Regions from separate parts of the Zea mays genome. Here all the other regions are linked to region 3. A link is a contact called in public Hi-C data. All regions are on one chromosome and are shown on one strand. The core of a region is the stretch at or near the end of the contact, and the rest is flanking DNA. Distances in the headings are between cores, read along the strand shown.

The links. A called contact is a pair of places that touch in the nucleus more often than the background predicts.
Region 1: a contact with region 3 is called in a Hi-C map of leaf, with 6 times the contacts expected there. The contact joins the promoter of LOC100272661 here to the promoter of LOC100282217 in region 3. A contact is called at or near these places in 6 of 25 Hi-C or Micro-C datasets (bundle sheath, ear, leaf and 1 more) and 2 of 3 datasets of contacts at active chromatin or transcription factors (leaf and seedling).
Region 2: a Hi-C map of leaf shows a contact between it and region 3, with 8 times the contacts expected there. The contact joins the promoter of LOC100216661 here to the promoter of LOC100282217 in region 3. A contact is called at or near these places in 4 of 25 Hi-C or Micro-C datasets (ear, leaf, root tip and 1 more) and 1 of 3 datasets of contacts at active chromatin or transcription factors (seedling).

What each region holds. Positions count from the first base shown.
Region 1 is chr8:10,545,729-10,549,836 of Zm-B73-REFERENCE-NAM-5.0, reverse strand. It overlaps LOC100272661, which reads left to right and starts at 1,498. Exons shown (of 3, transcript NM_001156443.2): 1 at 1,498-1,611; 2 at 2,085-2,150; 3 at 3,074-4,108. The coding sequence starts at 3,099. The coding sequence ends at 3,926.
Region 2 is chr8:10,511,163-10,515,136 of Zm-B73-REFERENCE-NAM-5.0, reverse strand. LOC100216661 reads left to right here and starts at 1,780. Exons shown (of 4, transcript NM_001143072.1): 1 at 1,780-2,502; 2 at 2,764-3,251. The coding sequence starts at 3,120.
Region 3 is chr8:10,710,893-10,715,003 of Zm-B73-REFERENCE-NAM-5.0, reverse strand. LOC100282217 (SLL2) reads right to left here and starts at 2,632. Exons shown (of 7, transcript NM_001366185.1): 1 at 2,180-2,632; 2 at 1,803-1,928; 3 at 885-1,019; 4 at 712-808; 5 at 415-518; 6 at 200-251. The coding sequence starts at 2,460.

The DNA.
Region 1 (4,108 bases), core at 249-2,748, 160 kb after region 3:
TTCGTGATTGCAACGTCATGGGAAGCAACTTCGGACAAATCTAATTTGTACTTCTTTGCCATTGCAGCGTCAGCCCGTCGCTTGTGTTGTTGCTGTTGGATTAATATAGGTTTAAACTAAATTAATATTTAATAATAGTCAATATTAATGATCTACTTTAATGTTATGTTATACTAATAGTTTAGTACCATATTGGAAGTTTAAAAGACAAATCAATCAATTTAAATAGATGGACCATTGGTGTATCTACTTAGAAGTTGAAATGGATGAAGGACTGACACACGCGCGCGGCCATGGCTCGTGGTAGATCGGATTTAGTCCGAATATTCTTTTCAAACGGTTGTGAATTTTGTCTGTCGTCCCACCTTAGGTTGAGCACAGAGAGTGGGAGGGAAGGCCTTCGAATTCGCCATTCGTTGATGTACACTTGCACAGTGTGCGCTGCTGGCTTCATCCGCTCGACCAGCGCCGCTTCGTCTACATCCGGTTCTTCGTCGTCGACGCCGTTCAAGGGATTGCACTGTGTACACATGCCTACATTGAACATATACACGAGATGTCTCGTGTGAATAGAGTCACTGATGTCTTGAACACTTCATATTTTATGTATTTGTGCATGTTACATTTCTGTTTAGTGCTTATGAGAATAGTGGTACACATGTGAACATACATGTTATCACATATATTACACTATTCTTCTAGATTAAATTAAAACTGATAATGTCTAATTTATAACAGTTGCTTACATGCGTGGGTCCGTGATGTTCTTGCGTGAGGATAAAACAAGTTGTTTGGTGAATTTAAGGGCTAAAACTGTACTATTTCGTAAATCTTGTATTGGTATAAGAAAATATTTTTCTAACGGAAGTCGACGAAATGTTACAAACAAATAATTTTGCAATCTTTTGATGGTACACGTCAAAGATTAAAATTTTTAGTGGTATATATCTAACACATCCAATTTTCCCTCTCTCAAACTACAGGGACGCTGCTAGTGAGACAATGACGTCACAAGGTAGTTAACATCGTAATTAGAGCATCTCCAACAACGTGACCTATAAAAATGCCCTATAATTTGAAAATAAGTATATTTTATAGAATTTAGGGCACCAACAAAACACCTCGCTCCAACAGTAAAGCCTCAAATCTAGATTATAGGGCAGCCCACTACGGTGTAGTATATTTGAGTCACTTGAGAGGGTGCCCCATAGTTTTTTGACAAAAATTTATGAAATAGGACACTGTTGGAGTAGTTTTTCCTGTGTAGAGCCCCATATTTCAATTTGAGACACTAATTTGAGGCATTGTTGGAGATGCTCTTAGAGACTTGTTTGTTTTCTCTGATTATATAATCTAGTATATGGATTATATAAGCATATATTAACATATTTATGGATTATTATAATTTAGATATCTTAAATTACATAATCCATCTAATGACCTGTATGTTTGTTTACGTCGGTCTAGATGTATGTGCACCTGCTGTCTTATAAAATTGTCGGCCTTGGCCCAAGCCAAGGACCCTTTCGCTTCTCTCAGTCTACGACTAGGCGGCGGCGGCGGCCTTCACGCACGAGCCTTCGCCGCCTATACTTGCGCTTCGTCGAGCCGGTGAGTCCCGTTTTTGCCCGCTTATTTTGCGTTTTCTCCAAATCTTTTGCTGACAAAAATCGACGATGTTTGTTTTGAGTTTCCTCCCGCATGAAGAAATCGTTGAATTTTGAAAGTATATGATGCTATGATGGTAGCGCGTTTGGGTTCCAGATCGGGGTGAGTGGAGCCAGATCTGTGAGCTGCAGGGGTTAAATGTCGTAAAGCGCAGTTAGGGTTTGGGGGTGACGGTGGTTCTCGGCTATTTTTCAGATCTGTGATATTTTCGAGAATTCTCGGGTGTGCTGGCTTCGAGTTTTGTGAGCTCTCTGTTGTGTGATGTGCAAGTTATAGGAATTGGATGTGGCTGGGATTTGAGTATGCTCTATTGCCTCTATGCACGGATGTGTTTCTCTTAGTGGACAATGGCCCTTTTAAATTGCTTTTCTCGAATTCATATTTTCCAACTGTGTTTTCTTTTGTTGCCATTGCAGGTGAATTGTGGTCTAAGAACAAGAGGGAAGGATCTTTCTCCAGACTTCGCAATTTTGGACGACGAGGTAAGGAAGTGTATAATCGTGCATACTCGGTGTTTGTTTCTTGGTGGCGACTGCAATTAGCTTTAGTTTCTCTTAGTGTTAGGGTCTGTTTGGATACCAAGGCTAATTGCTAGCTAGCTAAAATTTAGCTCTAGTACATCCAACATGAGAGCTAATAGTTGAGATATTTTTTAGCCAAGTCTTCAACTAGTTATTAGCTAACGACCTAGCCAACCATAACTAATTGAGCTAATTTTTAGCCCTAACTAGTATCTCAAACAGGCCTTTAACCTTCATGCTTGTGCGGTGTGGTTTTATAAACATGTAACCACAGCTTGGTTCCAATCTTGTATTACTGTCATTTCGAAATATAAGATGTTGGTAATTAAATTGATTGGAACTATGTGTCTCTTTTGCTGCACCCAGATTCATAACCATAATCATGTTTAAACACGTGCTGTATGAAGAGTCATCTTTCATTTATCAAGGGCAACTGATTTTGGTCTACCATATCGTCCTCGCATAAGTAATTTTTAGGATATTGCTTATAATTGTGATACCTTTGAGATCCCTTTTGTTAACATAGTTTTATGAGCTTAAAATCTTAGAAGCCATCTAGCTTTGAACATGATTGATTGGCCACTCTTCTTAGAAAGTTGTCTTGAACAAAAAATGAACTGCGTGGGTATTATATGAGAATACTTTGGTTACATTTGAGGCTTAAACTAGCTCAAAGCGCCTCCAAGTAATTTGATGCCAGGGATTAATTCACCACATTTGTTATGCCTGTACATGGAAGTTTATTGTAGAAGGCTTTCAATCTATCTGATTAGATTTACATCTCTACTATTGTGCTATATAATTTCACAAGTTCAAAAAACTAACAGTGTTTTTATCTCTCTTCTATGAGATGCACTTCCTTGCATCATTTCATGTCCCTACAGGTTTTGTGTTATCTGGTTTGTCGGGATGGATGCCAAAAAGTTCCTGCAGCTGGTCGAAGAGAAGAAAAGGAGGATCCTCGAGAAGAAAGAAGCCCCACTAAAGTGGCAGCAGAAGCTAGAAGCAGCAGTTAACGTCAAAGCTGATGCAGAAGCGAAGGCGAAAAAACTAAAATCAAGAAAGCATAGGAGGAGAGGAGATTCTTCCTCGGACTCTGACAGTGACTATGACAGCGATGTTGATCGGAAACACCGGAGGAGGAAGGATCGTAGAAGGAACAAGAAGCATGAGCATTCTGACTCTGATGATGCCAGGAGAGGCAAGCGTAGGTCCAAAAAGGGCTCAGACTCAAGTGATGAGAGCAACCGTGAATATGAAAGCGGGTCTGAAGAAGAACATACAAAGAAGAAGCGTTTGCACAGAAGAAGGCATCACAGACACTCTTCAAGGTCAGACTCTGAAGACAACAGTGATGAGGAAGAGCGGAGATCTGCCAAGGACCATTCTCAGCCCCGCAGACGCCACCATCAGTCTTCTGATGATGGCTCGGACAAGGTCAGGTTGAGACATGGGAAGCGTCTGAGATCAAGTGACGAGAATGCTCGGCCAGATTCCAACAGCCATAAGCATCTCAGGAGCCAATCCTTGGAGGAGTCATCAGATGATAGAGATGATGATGGACCAGAGAAGATAAGAAATGGCAAAAGGTATCACAAGAATCATCACCGTCACCACCATCATCATCGTCACCATCGGCACCACCATGAAAGACATAATAACTCAGCAGAACCTAATGACAGGAGGCAAGTACTGAAAGATGACCAGAGGGCCCTTGAAGGTAGCAGTGCAGACTGAAGGTATCCACCAGAGGACGGAAAGATTGATTCTTCATTCGTGATGTTCCCAGTTATTTGTTGTGCTGATAGCATTTCTTTGATTTGGGCTATGAAACGTTAGAAGATACTGTGGCCATTCTACCAATTATGTTGGTTTTGAGAATTTGATAATACTGAGTTAACAATGAAGCATGATTATCT
Region 2 (3,974 bases), core at 531-3,030, 200 kb after region 3:
TCTAAAAAATATAAAACACATACATCAAATATTATATGAATCTATTAACACTCTAAAATGAATACTATTTTGGGACGGATGGAGTATTTGGATATAAAAGGTTATCTGTATAGTAGATCAGAAGTTCCGACAATGGTTGCAAGTTGCAACTCCGACGTTGGATGTCTAGGGTTATCCCCACTTCGGAAGTTCCGACAAAGGTGAGAACTCTGAAGGACGTTGGAAGTTCCGTTAAACTAAAAAAACACTGTTCGAATTTGGATTTCTATGATAACCATTCCAAACTCAGGTAAAACATGAGAAAAACGTCTTGAAAAGGTTTTCTAATGGGACAAAAGTATCCATTTATACATATATTAGAGGATTATGACCGACTGAGCAATCTAATACATAATCAAACGAAAACTAATCTACTGTCTCTCTTTTGCCCTTCTAACCCTCATATTGTTGTTTATCTCTTTGATCCGAAATCAAGATGGTGCCCTAGACTTGTCAACCGACCTAGTATAACCAGATGACATTATTGCCTCGATGGAATGTCTCTCAACGAGAGCTTCAACATTTTTTTCTAGTTTAACCGAAAATTAATCGTTCTTCATCACATAAGCGCGATAACTATTCTTTTTGCCGGTTCTTGCCGCTATTCTTCGCGAGAACGTGTTGGTTACCCGTTGTGTTCTTTGATCCGTGATGACTCGAGCGATCTAGCTTTAGGCTCTTCCTGTGTTTTTCCTGTGAAAATAAACTGATTTATGTGAAATTTATGTATAATTGCTCTAAAATCCTTGTATTCCAAAGGGAGCCTTAGTTAATATGTGCTCAATCTTTATGTTAATATATTAAAATGATACACTTATGTTTGTGTAGTATACGGTTGATAATGTTTGCAATTAACTAGTACCCCTTCCATCCCATAAGTATACATCTCATTTATCAGTGAGTGAAACTCTTTTAAATTTGACTAAATATGCACACAAAAGCATAGGACTAGGAGTATTAATGTTCATAACGGGTATAAAAAAATACTAATGTTCAAAATGTGCAAAAGCTTTATAATATAGATCACGAGATGTACTATCATATATAAACATGTTTAGACATAAATATTGATGCCACTTTCTGTATAACTAGTTAAAGTTTGACCATTCGAGAAGCGTACCGTGCATTTTTTACTTAAAACTTGACCGAGTTGCCTCAAGTGTACAATCCAAAGGAGTTGGATCGGACGTAGACCCGCAATTATACGAGTTCTTCTCAAGTGCTCTCTGAACTCTGCACTGTTCGCACAGGTTTCTATTTGGTGCAACATCAAAGTTCGAAGTTTCAACCTCCGCCACTGCTTGTTGAGGAGATATAGTTTCGTTTCACGGAAGTTTCATCGAAGCCTCGAAGGTTCGGTAATGTTCTGGGCGCCTCCGGAACCAAGCGAGAAGCGAGAGAAACAGACACATGGTAATAAACTAGCATTTTTTTTTACAGAAGCGTATGCGTTAACCTTTTCCCAAATTCCCAGTTTATGGGTGGGCAATGGGCAGTCAAAGCCAACCTGCTCCCGTAATTAGGCGACCTTGCAGAATTCCTTTTTTTATCTCCAGGAAAGTTCAGAGACAAACAGAAAGCTGGGCGAAGAACGAAGGCACCTCGAAACCAAGCCTGGCCATGAGACCATCAAAATCTGTAAACAGCACGTAGTCACGGTGGGGCGCGGGCCTATATATTGTCTTGTCAGGCCTTGTTCGTCTCTTCAGAATCTTCAGACATCCGAGCGTCTTGCGCGTTCGATTTGAACCACTTGGCGCTGCTGCCTGACCGGTCCTCACCCCTCAACCCGCCGAACTTCCTCGTCACCGCCGGCGGCGATCGATCGTTGCCAAGTCTCCCACCATCGCCTCCACGGGAAAAAATGGCGCAGGAGGCTGCACCGGCGAGGCCGGTGGGCCCCACCAGGCTCGTCTACTTCGATGATATGGGGGCACTCCACCACTCATCCGCCACCGTTCTCTCCGTCCACCAGGTTTTTTCTCTTCCCTCCTCCGTAGGCGCGCAACCCTAGGCTGGAACCGGCGGGCGGCGGCCTATTGGCCTAAGCTAAGCTCCGGGTGTCCACAGGAGGAGGGCGGCCGGGTAGCGGTGGTGCTGGACGCCACGGTCTTCCACCCGCAGGGCGGCGGCCAACCGGCGGACACGGGCGTCATCTCCGCCGGCGGAGCCAGGTTCCTTGTTGAGGATGTGCGGGCGAAAGACGGAGTGGTGAGCATCCGGGGGGGGTTTCGCTACCCTCACGAAAAGCTGCAAACTTGTCTATGAACCATGCTGCTGTCGCAGGGATTTTGATTTTCCTCTTTTTTTCCCACTTTCCGTGCCCCACTCATTTTGTGATTGCACCCAGGTTTTCCACTACGGAAGATTTGAGGGCACGGAGCAAGGATGTGGGACTGTATTTAAGGAGGGGGGAACCGTTAGCTTGCAGGTCGACGCAGAACGACGCAGCTTTAATTCAAGGTGATGCGATCTGAATGGTCCATACTAGTTAAGTTGCTTGAAGCTAACATTAATTCGTAGCTGACATCCTGGCCAGATGATCCATACTAGTATTTCCACGGGGAATGCCTGTAGAAGTAGTGATGTATTCAGCTCATAGATACTCAATGTAATAAGCAGTTTGAGAATTTCATCAACCAGTTTCTGTCAGCTCGTAACCATTTCATTATTTCTGAAAGTCTAAGCTTTACTTCTCATTATGCTATCGCTGTAATGCTCCAGGCTTCATTCTGCTGGCCATTTGTTGGACATCTGTGTTCACAATGTAGGCCTCTTTCATCTGGAGCCTGGGAAAGGCTATCATTTTCCTGATGGGTATGATTGGTTACCTTTGATGCATTTATTCTTTTGCTCTTTGTATGGATAGCATTTGGGTCCAGTTGTTACTAGCTGCTGGCATTTCATCTCATTTTAGCATTTACCAGTTTTGCTCTCTTGTGCCTCTGTTCTTTGTAGACCGTTTGTTGAGTATAAGGGAATAATTCCTCCAGATCAAATACCGGTTAAGAAAAATGAACTGGAAAGAGAGGCCAATAGACTAATTTCAGAAGGAGCGAAGGTGGATAAGCAAGCTGACTATGTTGAAGTTCACATCATCCATTCTGTCGTCTTTTAAGTGTTCACCCTTTTTGCAGGTCTTAGCTTCTGTTTTTCCTTATGAGGAGGCAGCCATATTATGCGGAGGTTCTTTGCCTAGCTACATTTCAAAGGTTAGTCCTGTAGACTTCTTATATGCATTGTCTTTGCTTGTACCAAATCTACACTCCACCGGCATCATTGATCGTATACATTTGAATGTCTTTTTAGTAAATACCATTCCAGTTTACTTCTTAGTTCTTACTCAAGGATTGCAGAAACATTTCTTATCTCTTGATCTATTGACATCATCACTGTGTGATACTCCATGGTCCATGCGATTCAAAATACATATTTTAGAGTTGTGCACAGCTATTAAGAAATTATTCCTTTTAAAATACTACACCCGTTCTCGAATATTTGTCACCCGCTAGTTCATTTTTGAACTAAAACACGACAAATAAAAAAGAACGGAGGGAGTAATAAGAAATTTGATGCCAAAACTGAAAGAGATTCATTTATTTGTGAGAATGTTATCTAAAAACATTATTTATGAGAGTGATAATATTTATGTAGCAAGGGCAGGAAAGGAAGTACTAGAGAGCAAAAAGTGCCTAGAAGTTCTAGGATGACATGTATTTTAAAAGAAATTGAGAAGGTTAAAACAACAAATATTTTGAATCAGAGGGAATATACCTGCATTTGCATCTGAAAAATGCATAAGGCTGCATTTCTGTGTGTGAGTATGTCTTGAATTATCATCGAAATCGAGCATCAATAGTTAGATTTTAACCAGAAATATTCTAACGAAGATGTCTATTTTTCAAAGTTTTGTGTTTATCATTAACATTGTTTGC
Region 3 (4,111 bases), core at 1,383-3,882:
AGAGGATTGAATGGCTATAATACTCTTGCAGGCATATGCTATACTACTTCTGCCATTACTAATAGGTGAAAGCAAAATAGATACAATAGGGATACATCAAATTTCACTGTCAATGTAAAACTGGCCTTCCATAATTATGCCATAATAAATGTATAAAGAAAAAGAGAACTCCAGGTCCAATTTGGATGGAAGAACTGACCAATATACCACCACGGGAAACCAAGCTATCAACGGACTGCCAATACATCATTCTGAAATGCAGGAGGCGAACATAAATTAGAGGCTTAGACATGTGCAAACAAATCATCTCTTCCTTTCCGCATTAAAAAGTTTCAGCAATTGAAAACATGTAAGCACCAGTGTGAATACTGCACAAGGACTAAAAAACACATCAACATTTTCACATGCATTTACCTCTTCACAGGTCCATCAGGATGGAGCCCAATCGCATCAAGAGTCCCTTCATCCATGACAAGTTCAAATCTTCTCTCCAACTTCGACTCCAAAACATCATCAACCTGCAAAAGGACCATTCCTATAAACTCAAATAATTCTTTTCTGCTCTTATAATATTAAGGCTAGTTTTGCACCTAAGATACAACGAGAACCATTGGGGATATGTTATAAAGTGAAGGGCAAGGACAGCAAATGTGGGCATGCATGTCGAGGTGAATCTACAAATTATAATATATGCTTCAGCGGCTGACTCACCAAGAAATTAATGTGCTCAAACCCATCACCGATTGCAAGGCTACGAGCAAGCTCAATTGCACTTTCACTATAGTCAATCCCAGTCAGATCAGAAAACCTGTATATTGTAAATTGACAGGTCAGTACTGGCATTAACAATGCAAAAAATAAAGCTTAACATTTCCTTAGCATACCCCTGCTTCGCAAGCTGCTGCAAGAGTCTGCCACTCCCAGTCCCAATGTCAAGTACGCTGCAGCTGGGTAAATCTCTACTTGAGCACAAATTTTTGGTCCAACCTACGCGGATATCCATGATATCAGTGCCAAACCTGCAAACCCACACAGGTGTTGGTCAGCAACAATATAAGCATTAAATGCATAAAACGAAGGGGGAATACAATTAAATTTGCATCATTTCTTTTTTCGCTAAGCCTACGGCACTGGGTACGCCCTTGAAAGGGAAAATTGATGCAAACAGCTGTTCGCCCAAAACCCAAATCAGTAATCCGATAAAAGCGAGAAAAGAAAAACTACTCTGCATATTTCAATCTCATATTTAACTAGCGAGGTGAACATGGTTTATAACAACCAAGCCTCAAATAAAAGATAATGGTCATCATATTTCCTGAAAAACTAGAAGCAGAGATGGTAAAGTTTAAAACATAAGGTTTATTATTCCCATCCTGAAATAAATTCCCTTGGAATGTGAGGTCTAAAGGCCAGTTTGTGGTTGCAAAATGTTGTGATGCGCTACACGGCAGCTGTGGAATACAGTTTTTTTTACGGGAATATTTACTGCTTCCAGTTTTTTTTCCTGGTACGGATCTAAATGCTTTGAGCTAAATACAAACATTATAGGATCTAAGAAAAGGTGCTTTCAAAAAGGTACCATAATGCCAAACGCTAATGGCATGGCAACTGTAAAAAGTTTGTACATTCTTGCTGAAATAATGCCCCTGATCACTCATATAAGCAAAGGTTACACCAGGTTTGGTTATAAAAGACATTGGGGCAGAACATTCATCATCCAGGCAAAAAAGGCTGCCACCCTAGGTTATTGTTTATATCCAAAACTTCTTTAGATGCTAATACAATAGCTTGAAGAATAATACCAGTCATCAGCGTGGCTGCGTTCATGGAAATTTGCAAGATCCTCAGCGTAAGCACCATCCTGAAAATTCTGCAAGCCCAGCAAGGGAGGTTCAACGTAGCTGGAGTCATGGACATCCTTGTCGAAGCTGTTAAAGATCCACAGCAAAGATAACTTGAATACACTAGGCCCATACAAAATAGAAAAATTTATTGCTATTTTGCCACTCTCAGTCCATTTTGGACCAAAATGCAATAACCGACAGATCATTGGACCAAATTAAGCTTAATCAAGGGGGAAGAGAATCGATGCCTTCGTTTCCCCAAAGCTAGGAATCAGATCACAGATGGTCGCTCATTTTGGGGCACAGGAACAAAAAATGGAGTAGAATCAGATCACCTGAAGTCGGAGGAGGGGTGGACGGCAACCGTTGCGGAGGGCGCGGCCGCAGAGGAGGCGGAGGAGGAGGCTAGGAGGACCTCGGCGGTGTCGGAGTAACGCTGATCGTCGTCGAGGGTGCTGCCGTAGTCGCTCTTGATCGACCACGAGTCCGCGGCCACCGACCGGTCGTCGTCCGACGCCATCTCTCCTGGGGGCGCGACGGGGACCCAAGCCCCGCCGCTGACCATCCTGGAAGGGAAGATCTCCGGGTCCTCTGGCGGCCATCGAATCCCTGCCATGGTTCTCGCCGTCGCCTCGCCGGAACCCTAGTCTTCTCGTGCCGCTCGCGTGCTGGTTGTGCCGGAAGGAGGGGAACGACGGGTGCGAGGCGGTCAGCGACTCAGCGGAGGGGTTGGCCTACGTGTTGGTGTCTCGCTTCGTTGGGGTGGCACGGGGGGTACTGGGAGCAAGACCTTCACCTTGGACGGTTGGAGCTTATTGTACTGAAACATGGGGCCACAAAAGAACAGGACCACAAATCAGTTTGAAGGGTAGAAACTGTGGTGCGCGCCAGATTGGGTCGAAGGCCGAGCCGCCCGGACTGGCCCGTTTTTCTATATCTATACTATAATTAAAGCATCAGTTTCAACGGTCGTCCTGCGTCATTTTTTTACAAATAACCCCTCACAGCTATTTCAAATTAATCTGTTGCACGTCTATAGATGTCAAACGATGTCCGACACGGGCTATATGCACGCGGGCCACAACTATGACACATGCACATCATACCGGCCTGCTAACTGTGTCGGGCCAGCCCATTAGCCCGTCGATCCATTTAATTAAATCAGCGTAAGGACGCCCGACACGGGTTAGATGCACGCGGGCCACAACTATGGCACAGGCACATCATGCCAGCCTGCTAACTGTGTCGGGCCAGCCCTTCGATCCATTTAATTAAATCAGCATAAAATATTAAAAAAATGGTGCAGGAGGTGGGGTTCGAACTCATGCCCTGATGGAAGAAACACTGGGTGAAACTGTCTAACCAGTAGAACATCACGCTAAAATATTGTTAATATTGACTATAAATTGTATATAGGTATATACGTTATTTTGTAAAATAAAAAAATAATCGTGTCGGGCCGGGCCAGTACTACGGGCCGAGGCTACGACCCAAGCATGACACAATATTCTTGGCTCTTGCAAGCATTAGGTCGTTTCTGAGACCACATTGGCGCAATGGACTACATGGTGTTTGAGATTGCTGAATTAGATAGAGCAGCAATGATTTGTCACACTAACAGCAAAATGAAAGGTTATTTGTTGGTTTTAAACGTTTGTAATTGCTACGAAGTGGCATAATTTATATGGAGCGCATTCAGTTTTTATTGATGCCTGACTTTAGCAATCACTCTATATTTTGATCTATCTTTTTTATAAGTTTGACTTCATGGGACTTATTTTATAAACTTGATCTCACAAACTCTCTTATTTGGTCTATGTATGATGGAATTATGTCATTTTATAATTTTTGTTCATTCAGTCAATCGTCGTGAACTCTCTTCTAATCGCTCTCTGTATAATATATTTATTTTTAATATTGACTATAAATTGTATATAGGTATATACATTATTTTGTAAAATAAAAAAATAATCATGTCGGGTCGGGCCAGTACTACGGGCCGAGGCTACGACCCAAGCATGACACGACGTTCTTGGCTCTTGCAAGCATTAAGTCGTTTCTGAGACCACATTGACGCAATGGACTACATGGTGTTTGAGATTGCTGAATTAGATAGAGCAGCAATGATTTATCACACTAATAGCAAAATGAAAGGTTATTTGTTGGTTTTAAACGTTTGTAATTGCTACGAAGTGACATAATTTATATGGAGCACATCCAGTTTTTATTGATGCCTGACTTTAGCAATCACTCTATATTTTGATCTA